2 separate regions of the Gossypium arboreum genome follow, and region 1 is linked to region 2. A link is a contact called in public Hi-C data. All regions are on one chromosome and are shown on one strand. Each heading gives the region's core, a stretch centred on a gene start, on an enhancer-like site or on the middle of the called end of the contact. The rest is flanking DNA. Distances are from core to core; before and after follow the strand shown.

Region 1 (3,880 bases), core at 1,130-3,629, 590 kb after region 2:
TTGAAGAAGCAGTTTCCTTACCAGTAACTGCCTTTGGAAACACCATCGACCCTACTAGATAAAGGTCTCCTTGCACCGTAGAGTAAAACTCTTTTCTCAGCTTGTAAGTCACAACGTCGAGCATCTTCCAAATTATAGACACAAACCAACCCCAGTTCATCTCCAATACTTAAATCCAAACTCACAAGATAACGAGCTCTTAGCCGATCAATAGTTTCATTCAAACCAACTCTAATGAACAGATTACTAAATTCAGTAGCGTAGTGATCAACAGACTTATCAAACTCTCTGAGCAAGTAAAATTTTCCATAAAGTTCAATAGCATAAGCTGCTGGTGGAAAATGTATCTGCATCTTCCCTTTCATGTGAACCCAACAACTGATTTTTTGCTGTCCTTGACATGATCATACTCTCTTCCACCATTGCAGTGCAACGCCATTTAATTTCAGGTTCACAAATAGAAGCTTTCTAGGTTCAGCCATGGGTTTCCACTCAAAATAATGTTCTACTATGGCTTCCCAATCCACATATTCTTCAACATGTAACGTCCCATGGAAATCATCCGGTAGAGTATTTATTCTAGAACTCTTACTACTAAGAGTCTTATACTGATAAAATACCACACTCAAATAAAATAACAGAAAAACAAACTTTAAATAATTAAACTAATATGGCACTCCTGCATCAGATGTGTTCATTGAAAACCAAATCCAGAAAACTAAAAATAAGAAGGAATATTCTTTTCAAATTATAGAGTTCATAGGAAGATAAACCTTCAGATAAATGCCACATATCCCTATACTGCAAAAACTAGAAGCTGACTAAAATAGAAGATAGACTTCCAACAAATAATAAATATGACTGCCTTAGAGAAAACTGCAGATTATCTACTTGGGCCAGATAAATCTAACTCAGATTTATCAAAGAATAGAGTGTTCATTCTGTCAAAGGTTAAAACTTCCACAATTGAAAAGCCACATACGTACCTCCAGGGTGAAACTTCATGTATGGAGATATATTGTAGACACGTCCTTTCAGAACAGTCCACATGGAACCTTCTTTTTGATTTTGCTTAACTTCACTCATTGAAACAAGCCTCCTATTTGACTGCCCTTTCAATCCTAAAACACAATTTTTGGTGAAATATAGAAGAAACATGCAGTTGGCATTACATTTTGAAGAGTTAAATGAGAGGGGAACGTCTTAGGAACTGTTTCGCATCATACCTGCAAGGTCAGGATGAGTTTGACTAAGCTTAAGCCAGTCCATTTGACTATATCCCTTCTCAAAAGGAACCTTGGTCCGAGGTGCAGACTTTCTGGTAGAACTTCGTGGTTTTTCTGACTTCACTGCTGAAGCACCCGCATCTACATATGCTACTTGTCTTGATGATTCACCTGATGATTTCAAACATGAAGCATCAATAACATTGAAAGTCAAAGAACCAACGGTAGCCTGATGTACAAAGGTAACATTATTTGTATGTTTATCTTTCCAGGGAAAACCACCATTCTTACTACTATCGCTGCAGTTTGAGGATTGTCTTTAATGGCAATACCTGATGATTTCAAACATGAAGCATCAATAACATTGAAAGTCAAAGAACCAACAGTAGCCTGATCTACAAATGTGGCATTATTTGGATGTTTATCTTTCCAGGGAAAACCACCATTCTTGCTATTATCGCTGCAGTTTGAGGTTTCGTCTTTAATGGCAATACCACCAATATCAGCTGCAAGATTCTTTTCCTCCAAACCATTTTGATCAGTCGGTAACCCAACCTAAACCAGAAACCATATATTTAACTATTCTTACAATAAAATGAAAATATCCGGCACTCAAGTTTATATCGGGAGTAAAAAAGAATAACACATCTTATTCTTGATACATTACGCCAATACACCAAATGAAAAGGTGTACTTTAAGGTCATGAAAATTATAGAATTTAACTTGCCTTACAAAAGGTGAAATCATCATTGCTGGTGTTGTCCATGCTATGAGGGGAGACTAAGATTTACAAAATCAAGTCAGGCAACAGTTCCTCTCAAGTGATACAATTACAACAGCTCTTACACCATCTGAAATTTCAAAATCAGAAAGATTTTCAGAAAACGATGATATAAAATGCCATTAATCAAGGAAATAAGGGCAAATTACAAACTAAAATATTAGAATCTGTTGCTCGGACTCGCCTGAACGAAGGCCACACCCTTGTCGACGCCGGTAAGGACACAGGATATGTGGCCGATCCGAAGAAAAGCACTGGAAAAGAAGAAAACGTTCGAGAGGGTGGAAAAAGAGGAAATAAAAACCCGCCGCTGGAAAGAAAAGAAACTAGGGCACAGCTGCATGCATGGGCTAAGGGTTTATGGGCTTTAGTCTGGGTTTTTTTAAATTTGATTAAAGTTTTATTTAGATCTTAGTTGAATAATAAGACATTATTTCAAAATAAATGTAAATTAATCAATATGTTTAATAAATTTCTATTTATATTGTGAAATTTACCAACTATTCTTATTTTTATTTATGGATCATAATACTATGTTAAATTTGAATTTAATATTCTAAAATCTAAAAGAAATAAAAGAATGTTATAAAATAAAATGATAAAGAATAAAAAAAAGAAATGTGTATTTAGTCACCAATAGGAATATTTATAATACTTCTCTAAAGTCTATATTTATAAATATAAGAAGTAAATGAAATCAAATTATGCTCCTAATGGATATTAAAGTCCTAAGTACATCAAGCTTCTTATCCTAAAAGACATACACTTTATAATAATAAAATATTTATAACACTCCCCATTAAATGTTCATTTATAGATAACATGCCTTATTACAATTTTATTAAGATAAAAATCATGTTGGAAAAATTCTTAATAAAGGAAAAAGAATACACATATTTATAATATGGATAACTTGCTACCTCATTAAAAGTCTTACCAAGAAAACTGACAAAACCTCAATTAAATGAAAGACAGTACAGCATATATTTACCTCTCTCATGACAACATCATATAATATCTCATATTCTACATCTTTCAATATTGAATATATTAACTTTGCAAACGATCATTTGAAGAGATTTAATAAATGTTTATATTATCATTCTTCTAAAAGTCATGACTGAGAAATAATCATAGCAAACTTTCATTATGATCCTTCTATAAAACACATAGGTTTAAATCATTTTAAACCATATAAATATTACACAAACATATTAAATAATTTTCCAAAAATTATATATATTTATAGTATTCTAAATCTTTTAAGAATTTTAATATAAACTTTACTATATAGTGATTCATCTAAAATTTATAACAACAATCATAAGTCGCATATCAAATCTTTCATTAACCACCATACTAATAAGATATTTAAAGGTTATTGCATTCAACACAAAAGAAAATATTTTCATAATCAATACCAAGACTGAACAAAAAACTTAATTTTTTTTTATTTCATTTTCACAAAACTTACTCATTTATATCCCATTAGTTTTATAGTTTAGATGTATGGACTGCTAGTCCAAAAACTTCCTCAATTTAATTTTACTTCAATTGTGTATTTCTATTTTAGTCAATCTATTCCATGTCTATATTTCTCGACAAATTTATTTAAGATCCACATTTCCTTTCATTCTTTCAACATTGCAAAACTATTGTCAGCAACTATTCATTTCAGTTCCAAATTTTTTATTGACATAACTTACTAAGATCTCTTCATTTTCATTATTTTTATCTCCAAGTGTCACACTTGGGAACGTTAAATGGTAAGTACAATAGTAATTCTGGGTATCTAACTATAAAACTTTCTATTTAAGAGGACCTTAGTGTAATTATGTGAATATTGTTAACTGAATTGGAAATTGCTTAGAC
Region 2 (3,844 bases), core at 551-3,050:
TGAGTTAATAAATTCTCTTTGAGTTTTTTCTTTTCAAGAATTTCTCTTGAGTTTCTTTTAGAAGAGTTTTAACAATCTTTTTAGATTGTGGGATCATCTTCAAACTTTTTCTTGCCAAGGTTTTTATCTTGGAGGAAATTAGAGCCGCTTGAAGGGGTTGTGGATTCTTCGTGTTTCCAAGGCTTCTTAGGACTTCTACACGCCACGTTCTATCTTTCCATTTATCTTCTTTATTCACTTCCTGAATCCTTGATTTATTATTTGTTTTAATTATTTTATCTAACTTGGATTTAATTTCGTTTCAGGTTGTGTCAAAAAAAAATCCAAGTTTCTTTCCGAACATCTAGAGCCCTAAGTCAAATCCGCGACTTTGACAAACTTTACGATCTGCTTTCGCGTTCATCCTTCTCAACCTTTATCAGCCTTGAACTGATAGTTGCAGTTGTAGATGAGGGTTTGAGAGATGCTGTATGCCAAAACCATAACTTTCACCTTTTGCCCTCCCTGTTTGTTTCCGTTTAGTATGGGTTCTCAATTATGCGGTGGCTTAAGACTTATTGAGATTCCACATCTACTGGCCAAGAAAGCAGAGATATAATATTTATCCATTTCCATATAGCCACGCAGCCCATCCCATGAGATTATAAGGTAGAAGGCCTGTCTGTCTAAGACTAACTAGATCGAACTTCAGTTGGAGGATGGAGAGTCCAAAAGACCAAGACATAGCCCATCTTACACTAGGTTCGCTTGCTTTTTCTTCTTTTTTTTTTCCTTTTTTTTTATGTTACAGTATTGTTATATTTTTTAATTTAATTGTTATCATTATTTTTATATTAATAATAAGTAAATGCACCGTTCATCGGAAAAAGTATGATTTTGGCAACGAAAAAGGTATGAAAAAGTCATACTTTGTATAACCATCGTAGTAAATAGTAATGGTCTTTAGTATAAGTAGGCGATATATTAGACAATTTAGGTTTTTCTTTTGAAAGTGATACTTTAGATAGTATAGATGTTGACTTCAGGGATATTAGGTGAAAATTAAGAAAAGAAAACATATTATAAAAAATAGATAAAAATAAAGAAAGTTTTTGCTAAATGATGAAATTAAGGTTTTGAATATTATAGTGTTTGTGGATTCAAGTTGCATGACATATAAATTTTTTTAGATTTATTCAAGATTTAAATTGATTTTTATAGATTTATATTAAAATATAAAAGAAACAAAGACACCATTATAAATTATATTTGTTAATTTTTAAAAATATTTTAGTTATCTTAATTGATTTATGATACTAACTCAATCAATAATTTAAATGTATTATAGAGATATAAAATAATTTTATACAATGCATTCGGTCATGAAATAAATATACGAGAATTTGATATGCTAAACACTAAATATCATTCTAATTAGGAGTCATCACTAATCATTTTAAATTTGGTACGATTACTTAATTATTAAATCTATTTAAACTAAGTTTTGCAACACTCATATTTTATAAAATAAATATATATATAATAAATAAAGTTAACACCAATATCTGAAAAATATATAAATCTTTACCATGTATCTATTTTGTAATTTAATTATTAAATTATTGAAATATATAATTATCTTTACAATAGAATTAATTATTTTAAATAAATTAAATTTAATATTTTTCTCAGCTGATTGATTCCGTTTAACTCGCAATGTCGAGGAGATAATAGTTTACCACGGAACTGTTGAGCCTTTTCGTTCGGCCGTCAAGTTAAGATGACACAAGTACTGAAGCCCAGCCCAATTCCAAGTCCAGTACATCTCACCCTCAGGCTCAAATACACTCTCCCTCACTTCCCACGCCAAAGAAAGCGATCTCCAGAATCAACGTAAGAATTAGGGTTGTGTTTAGAAATGGCGATGGCAGCGCGCGTCAGATCCACTCTCCCTATCTTTCACAGGCTTTTGAGATCCGATTCCCTGCCTTCTCACACTCCCAGAGCTACTCTTCACCGAACTCTACTTTGCCCCGAGGTAATTGTCATCTCTCATCGATTCCATTCTCTATTTTCTATTATATATTTTATCCTAGTTCAGTCGCACCTTCTTTTTTCCTATGTGAGGTGATCCGAATCTGATTTAGGTTATATTTTCGTTTCTGTATATTTATTTTCTTTGCCTTTGCTATTCTGCTACTATTATGATTTCGTTGTGAGAGAAGAAGAGGATAGCCAGATTGAATGCTTAGGCGGAATGGCGCATATTTTTATAATCTTATCATCTGTTCCTTTTTCCATGCATTTCACGGCAGTGTAATTGTCGAGCTGAATTTTAAATTGAGCTGAATTTTAAACTGTTTACTCTCTGGTTGATTTCTCCCATTGTGTTTCTTACAGCTGTCGAGGAAATATTCTACTTCTCTGAAGAAGGACGAGAATGTTAAGGTGCCTTGGTAGTTTCTTTTTTTTTTCTACGAATTCATGATAGTTTTGTTATACATATTTTGGCTAGTCGAGGCGCATGCTTTTGAACAAGTTCATTGCCCCATTTACCTTTCCTTGGCTTCTAAAATGGATTCTGATAATTAGAGACCTTTTTGTGAGAAAAAGGTCGGTTGCTGATCTTTAGGTCTTTCCTTGGGTTGTAAAAAGGCTCAAGGTGCAAAAGTTAAATTTAAATGGGTTCTAACTCTTCTTTTGGTTCTTATTGGCATTTTAGGTGCCTTTGGCTTTGTTTGGTGGATCTGGAAACTATGCATCTGCACTGTACCTTGCAGCCGTAAAAGGAAATGCTCTGGACAAGGTTGAGTCTGAACTTCTTGACCTTGTTCAGGCATCAAAAAACAGTCAATTGTTTTCTCAATTCACTAAGGACTTGTCAGTACCTGCAGAGACACGGGTCAAAGCCATTAATGAGATATGTGGGCAAGCTAAATTTTCAGATCTTACAAAGAACTTTTTAGGTATGGAAACTGGAAAATAGATTGACAAAATTTTAGGGTTGTGAAACTGAGACTGTGTGAAATTGAGACTGTGTAAGACTACCTTGTTTATTCTTGATGAACATAAGTGTCTGATGGTCCAGTGAAATGCGAAACATAAGGTGGTCAGAATGCTTGATAGTTTCACTTACGAATGGGCCACAAGTAGCTACTCCTATTTCTGCAACTGATGCAGGAAATCTAGATTTTTATTATTGGCATGTAAAAGCATAGGATGATTGAGGCATAGTGTAGAAGAGTTGTCAAAGTGTATGATAGCAATCCATATTGTGCAATGAAATAGCGTGGGATATTGTGGATTACGTTTTTCGGGTGCTTTAGTTGTTTTATGTTTTCTTTCTGTTTGTGTTTAACCAAATCATGTCTTAAATATTGTGCTCTAATTACTTTTGACCTATGAGCCATCTGGTCTTCTTGTCATTATAGACAAATATGGAACACCTTCCACTGATGGTTGTATTTTTATTATTGTTTTTCCTGTTTTTCAGACTTCTTTTCCCCTTTGATTTTGTCATTGTTTTTGCTCTAAAGGATTCTTCCTGACCTATATGGGTTTCATTATAGTGTTTTCCTGTCTGCTATAATTTGCAAACAATAATTGTTGCAGTATGCTCACTTTGTATGATATTCAATTCCTGTTTTCTTTATGGCCTTTCACCAGGCATTTGTGCGTTTGTTGGTTGTGGCTTTGCCTGTACTATAGCTGTACTTGCATTTCTTTCTCATCAATGCCTTTGTTTCCCTGATAGCTCCTAATTTGTTGTGTTTAATGATTAAATACCTCTCTGAAATTTTTATATTTATCCATGCTAGTTATACTAGCTGAGAATGGAAGGCTGAGACATATAGAAAGCATTGCA

What was found. Hi-C and Micro-C count contacts between places; a contact is called where the count stands out from the background.
Region 1: a Hi-C map of leaf shows a contact between it and region 2, with 1.9 times the contacts expected there. The contact joins the promoter of LOC108479813 here to the promoter of LOC108479732 in region 2. A contact is called at or near these places in 2 of 5 Hi-C or Micro-C datasets (both in leaf).

What each region holds. Positions count from the first base shown.
Region 1 is chr12:85,469,709-85,473,588 of ASM2569848v2, forward strand. LOC108479813 (cytochrome b5 domain-containing protein RLF) reads right to left here and starts at 2,380. Exons shown (of 7, transcript XM_053023437.1): 1 at 2,193-2,380; 2 at 1,955-2,078; 3 at 1,559-1,781; 4 at 1,227-1,397; 5 at 987-1,121. The coding sequence starts at 1,993.
Region 2 is chr12:84,883,794-84,887,637 of ASM2569848v2, forward strand. It overlaps LOC108479732 (ATP synthase subunit O, mitochondrial), which reads left to right and starts at 1,801. Exons shown (of 6, transcript XM_017782492.2): 1 at 1,801-2,017; 2 at 2,380-2,427; 3 at 2,702-2,945; 4 at 3,798-3,844. The coding sequence starts at 1,898. It overlaps LOC108477520, which reads right to left and starts at 731. Exons shown (of 4, transcript XM_053022930.1): 1 at 677-731; 2 at 385-466. The coding sequence starts at 731.